Linked DNA regions of Sus scrofa: region 1 is linked to region 2. The links are chromatin contacts, called in public Hi-C maps. All regions are on one chromosome and are shown on one strand. The core of a region is the stretch at or near the end of the contact, and the rest is flanking DNA. Distances in the headings are between cores, read along the strand shown.

Evidence for each region. Hi-C and Micro-C count contacts between places; a contact is called where the count stands out from the background.
Region 1: a contact with region 2 is called in a Hi-C map of skeletal muscle, with 3 times the contacts expected there. The contact joins the enhancer-like site here to the promoter of PTPRK in region 2. A contact is called at or near these places in 1 of 5 promoter capture datasets (liver), 2 of 47 Hi-C or Micro-C datasets (fetal heart ventricle and skeletal muscle) and 1 of 2 datasets of contacts at active chromatin or transcription factors (skeletal muscle).

Annotation. Positions count from the first base shown.
Region 1 is chr1:35,086,412-35,092,875 of Sscrofa11.1, reverse strand. All of the region lies in intron 7 of PTPRK (receptor-type tyrosine-protein phosphatase kappa), which reads right to left. Among named protein-coding and RNA genes, the nearest start is that of THEMIS, 240 kb to the left of the region's middle. Within about 2 kb of position 3,560, at least 4 of the 83 cell types and tissues checked have an H3K27ac peak or open chromatin away from gene starts, as enhancers often do.
Region 2 is chr1:34,691,900-34,697,838 of Sscrofa11.1, reverse strand. It overlaps PTPRK (receptor-type tyrosine-protein phosphatase kappa), which reads right to left and starts at 4,476. Exons shown (of 30, transcript XM_003353215.4): 1 at 4,118-4,476. The coding sequence starts at 4,214.

The DNA of each region.
Region 1 (6,464 bases), core at 2,311-4,810, 400 kb before region 2:
TCATGTGAGTGAAAATTTGCAACCTCAGTCATCAGTGTTTTTTATTGTAGCTCTTTGATCTTTGCACTATAGAAAAATATGATTCTAATAATTTGTATGCAAAGCATTTAAATAATTTTGCCATTATGGTCAATAGCAAAATTTCAAAGTCCAAATACTTTTTTCAGACAAATAATTATAGAACATTGTCCTACAAAATACTGTACATCTACAATCAAAGCAGTGAAATAAAGTGGACCCTAACAATATTACATAAGATAAAAGATCAAGAATATAAATAGTTACAGGGTGTGCATTTTTCAAATATGAATAGTGTCATCAGTTATAGCTGCTTCCCTGATTCTGGAGAATATTACTAATATTAAGCTTTATCATAGAGCTTTCTGGAATCACAGAGATGATATCACTATTACATGGACAAAATTTAAGTGACAGTAGTAAAATTTATGGCATATTTGGTTTTCATTTAGTACTTGAATACCATATTCTATCTTCCACACAATCTTTCCCACCACGCACAACCTGAGTTCACTTATGCTGCTTCAAGTCTAACTGATAATATAGCAAGTATTAACAGCTATTCTTTATGTCATTTTGTAAAGCCCGATAACATAAACCAGAGAATGATCGTAATTTTCCCATCAGCCAGATATGAACACCTGGATGTCAACATCCCATTCCAGTAAGAGTAACTCTCCATACAGAGATACTCAAAAGCGACTGACACTGTCAGAGACTGACTCACATTCTCACATCAGCAACAAAATGAAGTGGAACAGACACCTTTCTAACATGGTGTCATCAGTCAAAAATTCAATCCTAAGGAAGAGAAGAACATGCCAAAAATTTTAGCTCAGGGTATTTGTACAGGAAGAGATTAAAAACAGCTACTTAGTATCAAATGTTGAAAAACGAACATTTAGAATTTAGACATATGACTTACAAATTTGTTTGGTTTCCCTCACTCTATATAATAACTTTCCTATATAATATAGATAGAATGACATGATTTTTAAGACATGATCTTGGAGTTCCCGTCATGGCTCAGCAGAAACGAATCTGACTAGTATCCATGAGGTTGCAGGGTTGATCCCTGGCCTTGCTCAGTGGGTTAAGGATCCGGTGTCGCCAAGAGCTTTGGTGTAGGTCACAGACCCAGCTCGGATCCCAAGTTGCTGTGGGCGTGGCATAGGCCAGGGGCGACGGCTCAGATTTAACCCCTAGCCTGGGAACTCCATAACCCGAGGATGCTAAAAAGACTATATATATATAAAGGCACAAATGAACCTTACCACAGAAAAGAAAATCATGGACTTGAGAATAGACTTGTGGTTGTCAAGGGGGAGGGGGAGGGAGTGGGATGGATTGGGAGCTTGGGGTCAACAGATGCAGACTATTGCCTTTGGAAGGGACTAGCAATGAGATCCTGCTGTATAGCTCTGGGAACTATGTCTAGTCACTTATGATGGAGCATGATAATGTGATAAAAAAGAAAGTATACATGTGTGTGTGTAACTGGGTCACCATGCAGTACAGTAGGAAAAAAAATACTGTATTGGGGGGGGGGGAAGAAAACATGATCCTGACAGCAAGACCTCTTTCACTTTAAAATTTGTTTCACTGTGATATCTATTGTAAATATCAGAAGAAACATATTTTCATATAATACACCCACAGATGATGCACTAAACTTAAGAATATTATCAATCTTGGTATTTCCCATTTGCATAAGAAAACATGCAATGACTTCATATTTTATTTTTTACTTAGAAACATGAAATGATTACATTTGATTCAAGTTTATGTATCTACAACTAAGGAGAAAAATTACACCTGAGATAACATTTTAAAAATTCTTTTCAAGGATGAAAAAAGATAAGAGTTTATATTTTGAGGAAATGCATTCAAAATGTACAAATTCAAATTGGATGTCTTAATATGCCGTTAAAGAGCAAAGCCACAAGCAAGTATAAAATAGTAATGCTTCCACAACTATTTGTCTGGAATAATGACTAAAGGAAAAATTTCAAAGTAAAGTATCCTACATTTGATGCTGTGGATCTCAACATTTATAGAAACTCTATGTCCTTTATTTCCCAGAATGGTCCCAAAGCCAAACATTCTAGCTTTTTTTTTTTTTTTTAAATCTATAACTCACTAAAATGATGTAAAATTCCAAATATTTTAGATTCAAACACTGCCCCCTGCAACCAAATTGGCAAAACAGCATTGGCAAACTACGAATTCTGACTTTTTACTTTGAATGATTCCAATAATAATATTATTGCTATAACCATTAACAAAACTATTCACCAGCGATTAGTAGAGTCAACTATATTTGTGGTGACGAATATTTTCCATTTCTACAGCCAAATGCATCTTTATGTTGCCAAAATAAACATACATGCATATTTATAGCTTCTCTTAGGCATCCACGACCTGAAAAAATATTCCTGAGTTCTAGTTGTTCTTTTCTCAGAGCCCTTAGTTTTTAAATTTTAGTAAGAATACAAATAGGATATTTTCTGAAGTATTTTTTTAGAATATTGTCAACCCTATGCTTTTCTCCTCCACTGTGAGTGTGGTATTCTTCATTCATCACATTTCAGGAATCTTTCCTAGTCATCTGTGCTGGTTAATGCAAGTGTCAGCTTAGCTATGGTAACACAGAGTCCTACTGTGTGGCAAACATCGATCTAGACGTTGCTGTGAAGGAAGATTTTAGATGTGATTAACGTTTAATCAACGACTTTGAGTAAAGCGGATCAACCTCCATTATATGGGTGGGCCCCCATCCCAGCAGTTGAAAGCTTACAAGACAGACTGAGGAGTTTCCTGGTGCCCCAAGAGGCTAAGGATCTGGCATTGTCACTGCTGTGGCTCAGATTACAGTTGTAGCGTGGGTTAGATCCCTGGCCTGGGAACTTCCACATGATAGGAGCATAGCCAAAAAAAAAAAAAAAACAAAGACTGAGATCCCCTAAAGAATAAGTCTGCCCCCAAACTGGACTCAACACTGCAACCATCTTCTGCCAGAATTTCTAGCCTGTCAGCCTGTCCTGCAAACGTTGGACTTAACTAGCCTCCACAACCCCATGAGTCAACTCCTTAAAAATAAATCTTTTTTTTTTTTTTTCCTATCCCTCCTCCACCCCTGCACAAACACACACACTCAAGTGGTTCTGTTTCTCTGGAGAACCCTGACTAATATATCAACATATTTTGTTTTCTTCTTTATTTAGTCTTAAAGATGAGGAGCATGGTCTAATCATGATTGATGTGTGTTCCCAAACAAAGCCCATAGGATCTCCTCTTTTTGCCTTCACTTGTTAACAAGTTGGAAGGCTTTTATGGAGATTTGGAGCCAGAGATCTGGGGTCCTTCCCTCTTGGTTTAGTGAAGCCACTGTGCAGGGTCCACGTTTCCCTATGGCTCAGGCTCTCCCAGAGCTGAGACAGACATTACTGCGTCATAGCCACTTACTGCAGCTTCTACAACAAAAAGTCCCTGTTGACTCTTTGCTTATTATTAACACAGCCCTTGCAGAACTGCTTTTTCAGTGCTATTGAGAATCGGCCTAGGAAGGGTGCCTGAATGATATGATACCAACCTGGCTGCTGTAATCCTAACACACTTTCAAGGTGGACATGCTGGTGGAGTTGCACAAGGACTGCACCATCCCTTTCTTTTAGGAGCAAAGCCTTCTTAACTTATTTTGCATTGAGGACATCACTATGATTTCTGAGTCTTTCAGTGCTGCTAATTTTCAAATGCTGTTGTTTTGCAAAAGTGAAACCAAGTCTACTAGATACGCTCTGGGTTTGCCCCTGAGTGTTACACTTCTATAAAGGAACTGGTCATTGGGAGTTCCCGTTGTGGCTCAGTGGTAATGAACATAACTAGTAACCATGAGGACGTGGGTTCGATCCCTGGACCAGCTCAGTGGGTTAAGGATCCATCATTGCTGTAAGCTGCAGTGTAGGTCACAGAGGCAGCCTGAATACCAAGTTGCTGTGGCGTAGGCCTGCAGCTGCAGCTCCGATTTGACTCCTAGCCTGGTAACTTCCATATGCCACAAAAAGACAAGAAAGAAAAGAAACGAAAAGAAAAGAAAGAAACTATACATTGTTCTCAAGTGCTTAAGAAAGAATAGCATCTGGTGGAGCATGAAGAGGTCATCAGATACCCCAAAAAAATAAGGTGTTACAGGCTGAACTATATCTCCTCCAAATTTGCATCTAAATCCAGGATTTCAGAATGGGGTGGTATTCGGAGGTAGGGCTTTTAAAGAGGTAACTTAGTTAAAATGAGACGCTGAGGGTGGGCCCTGGGTGTTATATGTATGAGAAAGTTGGACACACAGAGAGATACCAGGAATGTAAGTGCACAGAGGAAAGACCACCCAAAGACCTTGTGAGAAGGCTGCTGTCTGAAACCAGTGAGAGAGGCCAAGAAATCCAACCTGCTGACACCCTCATCTTTGAACTTCTAGCCTCCAGACACGTAAGAAGATAAGTTTTTGCTGTTTGAGCCACAAGGTTCTGGTATTTTTTATGGTAGTCATACACATGGTATCAGGAAATGAGGAAAACAACAGAATATCTGAGAGAGGCATCACAGACTGCGCTTAAAGTTCCTCCTGGGCCTCACCTATCAGACATACAGCCCAACAAAGGTTCTTGCAGGATCTGGGATCCAAAAGTGTAAAGGAAGATGCCCAACTAATTCAATGTCGTGGCATCATTAGACTCTTACATTTTTCATGCAAATTTCATGAGAGTATATTTCCTAAACTCCTGCTTAATAAAAATGCTTATTTGTCACCTTCTCATATGAATGTTAATTGGTCTGGTATAAAATTCATGACTCACTACTTTTCTTTAAAACACTGTAGATGCTGTTGCATTTTCCTTGGGTATTTATGACTATGGAGTAATTCTGAAGTATTTTTATTTTTAAAAATTCCTACGCTATCTCTTTCTGTTTATTTTAGGACAAGTCTAGAGCTAGTCTGAACTTGGGGTGATAGCTAACAAAAATAATGCCTCCTCTGCTCTTGTCGTCACTCCATATGTCCTCCTGCGATGGCTGATCCCATGGCTACGGGAGGACCGGTTGATGTGTGTGGTTCTTTCCAAGCTCTAGAATCTATCAGACTTTTTCTGGGAAACTCCACAGCCCTGAGTATTCTTCTCCCATTCCCAGAAGTCTAATGTTCAGAACAGCTGGAATAACCTAAAAACTAGAAGCTCCAGCAGAAACTCTTACCTGGCATTTTCCTCTTACCCTTATGGTGTCCTACTTGCAGGAACAGCACTCTGAAGGGTGAAAAATATAACCACATATATCCTTCTTCCTAGTTCTCATTTACACTCTCAGTTACTTTTAGGAATGGATTTTTTTTTTTTAATTTTTGTGGCAATTTTTTTTTTAAGGGCTGCACCTGTGGCATGTGGAAGTTCCAGGCTGGGGGTCGAATTGGATCTGCAGCTGCTGGCCTATGCCACAGTCACAGTTACATGGGATCCAAGCCACGTCTGTGGCCTACACCACAGCTCACAGCAATACTGGATACCTGGCCCACTGATTGAGGAGGCCATGGATCAAACCCATATCCTCATGGATACTAGCCAGGTTCATTACTCATGAGACACCACAGGTACTCCTCATGAATGGATTTTTAAACCAATAGATAGGTACTTGAAGATGGGGTTTATTTTGAAAAGCAAAACTTCTACAGCCTATGAGGAGTTGCCCAGTTTTTCACATCGAGGAAAACTCTTATTAAGTCAGGTTCAGTAAAGTGTTTACTTCTTACTTAAAGAAAGCTTACATAGCTCTATCCAGAAGTATAGCACAGGTAACCCATCAACTGCATTAAAAAAAATCCATTTCCAACAAAAAAGCTATGATTGTATGTGTGACAAAGCAAGTAGAGTAAGATCACAGTAGTAAAATTGAAGTGGTTGGCATACAGGTGTCACTATTAAATTACTTCAACCGCTGTACTCTTGAAGTTTTCTAAAACTAAATATAGGGGAAAAGTCCAGAATCCCTCCCAAATTCTGGCAGTAAGTTGACCATCAGTATCTCTTTCCCATATTGTGAAGTGTCAACTTTTTCCGAGTGTTCATAATCAATTTGGTGGGAAATTTAGAGATATAATGTCCTGGGCTGCTAGCCAAAGACCATTTAAAACAGAAATCTCAGTACCTCTTAACAGTAACAAGTAGCTATTTACCGAACTCAAACAGCATCCAAGACACTCTTTTTGAAGCAAAGGGAGGCTCACAATCTAATAAAGAACAGCCAAAGCAATTATACTAAATGTTCCCACAAGCTACAATAATATAGCGATGCAAAATTTAGTAGATCATATGAAACTTTCCAGGCAGTGAATGCAAAGATTATATATCTCTTATAAATTATCTCCAAAAATACCAAGTATTAATCAAGGAAAACCA
Region 2 (5,939 bases), core at 3,227-5,726:
TTAATTCTAGTTTCGAACTTGGAGTTTTAATGAATTGAGGAACTCAGTGATTCTGGCCAATCAAAACTAGGAAACCAAGAGGCAGACCGTAAAAAGCTGTCTCTGATATATCTTCCCAGTAGATAATAAGTATAAGAGAAATTTAATTCACATACAGAGACATCAAAAAAGGAGACACTGGGAAAGTGGCACCACTTAGATGAGCTTTAAAGTTCTGAGGGATCAAGTGAATGAACAGTGTGACATGCCAGGAACTATATCCAAGGCAGGATCTGGAGTTGCATTTCCAGGCTCACATCATACTAGAGAGACAATAGTCCCTCTCTAGGTCACTGATAAGACTGCATCTAAAAAGCTGCATATTTTTCTCCCACTGAGATAAAAAAAGCTGAACAGCCCATAGTTGAACGGACAGCTAAAGAAATTAACTAAAAATAAATTTCATCTATAGTTGGAATACTATGAATGTGAACAATGACTTCCGCAGGTTCAGCTCAAGTAAGGATTTACAGGAGGTAATTTTTTTTTAACAAATTAAAGAATAATATCTCTCACTGTGCTGATAAAATTATGGTCTGGCCAATCTAGGATGTTTATGTTTAACAACAATTCAAATGAATGACTGGCTAAGTCTCACACATACACACATTCCTTAAAGAGCCTGTGCTAAACAGGAGTGTGGGAGCAAGAAAAGACTGAAGTCAAGGCACTTAGCTATCTTAATGTATGATGATTACACCCCAGATAGCTGCCATATGAGGCTTGATAACTTACAGTGCTAGCTCACATAAATATTCCATACCATCCTCATAAAAACCATGTGGAAATGTCAGAATGGGTATTATCATCCCCATTTTACAGATGACAAAGCTGAGTCTCTAAATTATCTCATCTGTGACTGCTTTTGTCAGCCATCAGAGTCCGAACACAGAAAAACATTCTCATACTATGATATCACGAGATGACAATGACACTGCCCCGTGAATAAACTACAGTACATCTTTGTGTTTTTTGGCCTCGATTTCCCCAGACATAACACAGATCTGACAACAGGCATTGTTTTAAGTGAGCAATTTAACTGAAAAAATATAAATTGAGATTTTTTTTTTTTAATCTTTTTAGGGACGCACCTGCGGCTTATGTAAGTTCCCAGGCTGGGGGTCAAATAGGAGCCGTAGCTGCTGGCCTGCATCACAGCCACAGAAACGCAGGATCCAGGATCCAAGCCACCTCAGCGACCTACACCACAGTTCAGCTCATGGCAACGCAGGATCCCCGACCCACTGAGCAAGGGCAGGGATGGAATCCCCTCCTCACGGATCCTAGTCAGATTCATTTCTGCTGCGCCACAACAGGAACTCCTAAGTTGAGATTTAGAGGAAGTTCTGAAAGTTTAAGTTCTAATGAGGCTCACAGTGCAGCATTTTTATACTTTAACTTCCAAAGCTAAGAAAAAAAGTCACAAATGATGAAACTGTTCTTCAAACTGCGGTTTAAACAAAGCAGAGTGGGTGAGTGGGCACATGATATAGCAAAGATCCAACAATCTGCCATCTTTCACTCTAAAAGTGGTAAATTGGCCTGATGAGTGTGATTTTTAAAACATATTTAACAGAGTATTTTAAAACTCTGAACATGTATTTTATATTTCTGAAGCAGTTTTACTTAAATTTCTCAAAAGAAATAAAAATTAATCATTTAAAGTAGAATGTAAGGAAAACAAAGCAAAAAAGAATACACCTCCATCTGACTTCATGTCTTTGCAACAAATCTGCCACATAATCCGATGACAGTAGAATAACAAATGACTTAAAATTGGCAGAAAATGGGAATTTTTATGAAACAAACTTTTAATTTATGGAGAAAGGCAGATCCACAATTTGAACTGTGGGAATAAAGGGCATTCATTTCTGGGCATAGATAGTTAGATAAACAGATGGATAGACAGGTAAATCCTGAATAGCAAAATTCTGAGATACAATCCTGGCGGAACTGCGTCTATTAGGACTGCACATCCTTTTACTTAAATATAAAATAAAGTCAAATGTTTTGCTCTGTCACCAAAGAAAAGCCAGGCATATTTAGTTAAATCACTTAGAACTGGCTAAGAACACAACTGTTCATTAGAGATAGATGAACTCTAAGGATCAGAAAAGCTCACCTCCACATTCTGCCAGAAGAAATTTAATATTTACTTGTTAACTAGAGGGTAAATAACATTTGAAAAGAGAAAAAGAAAAGTTTCTTTACTGCTGAAAATATAACCATTAACTGTTGAGACATTAATAGTTGCGACTCTTAAATACATGTAAGTTTTATCATGCAACTGGTAGAATTCCAACTTTCAATTAACAAACTACATGTCTTTTCAAGCGAAGGCTCTCTGTGCAGTGACAAACACTGTGCAGAAATCAATAACCACTCCAACCTGCCTACATTATATGTCTCACATCAAGCAGGCTTCCAATACTAACTGGCATCACATGTCAAAGATGGTTGCAGTAATGCTTACTCCAGAAAGAATGAAAATTAAGCTATCAGATCATTCATTGCACTGAGCTGTTATCCTCTGCATACATTACTAGTATACATAACTTTTCCTCTGCTCGGTGCATTGCATAATCTGCCTGAGTGCACACCACAGACTGCCACCTGAATCTGTTGTCTAATTCCTTTTATAGAGTTCTAAAGGAGAGAAAGGAGACGGAAGGGAAATAAACATTACTCCGGGAAACAGCAATCTGAGTTTATTTCCAGGAAACCGGGTAGCCACAACAACGAGAGAAACTGACAAGTGCAAAGTTCTTTCGTTCTCCGCGTCCTGTGGCCACAGCCAGGAGAGGGGCTGTCGCTTCCCCCGTCTTCTCCAGCACTCCTCGGCCACCTCTGCGTCTCCATCTGCACCGCGAACCAAGGCAGCGCTCGCCAGCCAAGCTGAGCTGGGTAGGCTGGCCAGAAAAGTTGTCAGGACCGGCGGGAGGCAAACGATTGCCCGGGAGCCTGCTCCCCAGCGTCCACTTGGTGAAACTTCAGGGCCCCCAGAGGAGAGAACGAAAGAAGCAACCGACAGGAAGGATGACAAAACTGGAAGGGAACGGAGGATGGGAATGCGAGAGACGGGGCTTCATGGACTTCTCTAAGTGGTTTTACTAGAATATAAAGTGCTTAACACGCGAGACCGCACCGCATCCCTCCTTTTGGGTTCTCCTGGCGGGTGGCAGTCGTTTGCAGTCCCCAATCATCCAAGCGGGCTCCGGGAGCAGCTGGGCCAGCTTCGCGGTGGCTCTGCCGGAGAGGCGGGCTCCCACACCGTGGGTCAGGCTTCCCCGACCCGGCGCCCAGACCTCGCTGCCCAGGACGATCCTTAGAATCGTGTTTCCAAACACCTAGCAGGCTCCGCCAACACACACACACAACACACACACACACACCCTACTCCGCGCAGTGCCCTAACCCACCGGGCGAGCCCAGGAGCAGCCCGCCACTGGGGGAGGAGAAAAGGACTGCGGGAAGGACGGGGAAGTAGTTAGACAATAGTCAAGGGAGGTTATTCCCTGGACAAAAAGCACCTGGCAAAGCGCGCCGAGGTCAGTCCCTTCGAGTCTCCACATTTCTGACAATGGCTTCCCGGGGGAAAAAAAATTTGTGAACGCTCCAGTGGCAGAGAGCCACAAGCCCGCACCACGAGCAACAGCGTAGCCATTCCCAGAGTCGTAACTACTTTTTCTTTCTCTCTTCCCCGGCGCGGTGCAGCCTGCGCCGGGCGCCGAGAATCCCAGTTTCCCAAGAAAAGCCCAGTCTCGCGCACTCCCCACAGCCCTGCCCGCCGGCGCTCCGAGCGAGCCTCTGCCGGGAACAATGGGTTGCGAGGATGAAAGTTACCTGAGCCGGTGGCGCCCAGGAGAGTGCCCCGTTTCCCACCTGGCATAAAGTCTGGGGACATCGCTCCCTCCGCCTGGTACACCCCCGGGCCGCTAAAGCTTCTCCTAAACCCTTGTTCCCAGCCCTGGAGTGGAGCCGATTCCACCCCCGGCGAACCCGGGCCCGGGGCGTTCGTCGGGGTTCCGGAGTTCCGGACGCCCCCACTCCCACCCCGCGCCCCGCCCCGGCCACTCACCTGCGGAGAACTGGCCTTGGGCCGACCCTAGGAGAGGCCAAGGGGAGAGGAGCAAGAGCGCTACAAAAACAGGCAGCGCCGCCGCCGCTGTATCCATGTCGACTTTGGGAGAAGTTTCAAGCCGCTTTGCAAAGAGCGGCCGGGGGTATCGCAGCGAAATCCACGGCTGGGCGGCCGGCCGGGCCTGGCGGGGTGAGGGCGGGGAGTCGACGGCCGCCCTCCAGCACTTTTTCCTGCTCCGCGGTCGCCAAACTACCTCTGGGGCGCCAGCGTCGCCCGCGTCGCCCGCCGGCCGCGGCGGCAGCTCTCCATGCTCGGCAGAGGCTGCTCCTGTTAGTCAAGAGTTACTTTGCTCGGGGAGGGACGGGGGCGGAGCCAGGGGTGACGTAGCCCCGCGGGCTCGGGGCGCTTCTGAGGAATGCTGGCTCGGGCGCGCCGCCGCCTGCCGGAGAGACGCGCGCCAACCCCGGCCGCGCGCCCAGCGCTCCGCTTTGCCTTTGTTCGCCACCCGGGCCCTGCCGCCCGCCGCGGCTCCAGGCCAGCAGGCGGGAAAGGGGACCGCGCACCGCTGGCTGCCCTGTTCCAGAAATCGCATTTGAGAAGCGAGAGTTGGGTAAGCAGTGTGGCCGGACCCCGGAGGACAAGCGCAGAGAAACCCCGCCGCCCGAGCAGTGCCGTCCTGGGGTTCTGTCCCCAAGGTGGAGGTCCCATCGGAGCGCTGGCGGTAGGGAGAAGCGTAGACGTGCCCGGAGGAAACACCCACCTGCCTTGCAAACTCTCTGTTCTCTATTCATGTACTTGGGAATAAGACACCCCACCCCCGTAGAAAACTTATTGTTCCTTCTTCATACAAAAATAAAACTTGAACCAAAATAAATGTTCAGTAACTTTCCAGCGTGAACAGCTGGCATGGCTCCTTTCTGATTTGTCATTTGCCGAATATTTGGATTTACTTTCTGCTTCACTGACTTTGCTTGTTGCTCTGAAACCTTCCGGCCTCTTTCCACTTCTTCCCTCCGGAAGAACCTAAGAACTGCATCAGGACATATAATCTTTGCCTCTCACATGCGTCGGCTGGAATAGGAAAGGTTTTTTGTTTTGTTTTTAATATCCGAGAGCTTTTTAAGATCTAGGTATTTAACAAAAGAACTTTACCCCCACAAAGAAAACAGCAACGAATGATTTCATCCGGATGAAAATAATGCTATATTGTGACAGTAAAGTATTTTACAGTTTGCTACTTCTTCAGCAGCTTGAAGAGGTTTCCCCATATGCCACACTTACTTGCTTCTGTGAAAAGACTGTATAGTGCATATTTTAATCATTTTTATAAAATAGATGTGGTCACAATTGAATCAACATAAATTTTATTCAGAATTTTGACATCATATATACAATACCTAGAACAATGGAATCTCTTGACTGACATCTGTCAGTTCCTCAGCTTTTAGTTTTTGTAAATCAAGACAATGTGACATTCAATTATATCTAACATTCACACAATTTACCAAGGCACATATTCCTTTATTCAGATTAAGCATGTGATATTAATGACCAGATTTATTTTAGAGCTGTATATATATATATATATATATATGTATGTATGTATGTATGTATAGTGTGTGTGTGCATATATATTCAGCAGGAAAAACATTTTTTTTTAAATTTCATAAGCATAGAGGCTTGACTCAACATAACTGAGAGTCTCATAGCTGGCTCTTTTGCACACTGACGAGTCCAACACTTGTCAATTCAATTCAGCATTAAGTTCATTCTTCCTAAGGGTACAGTGAAGAATTTTTTGGTTATTAACCTTAACTTT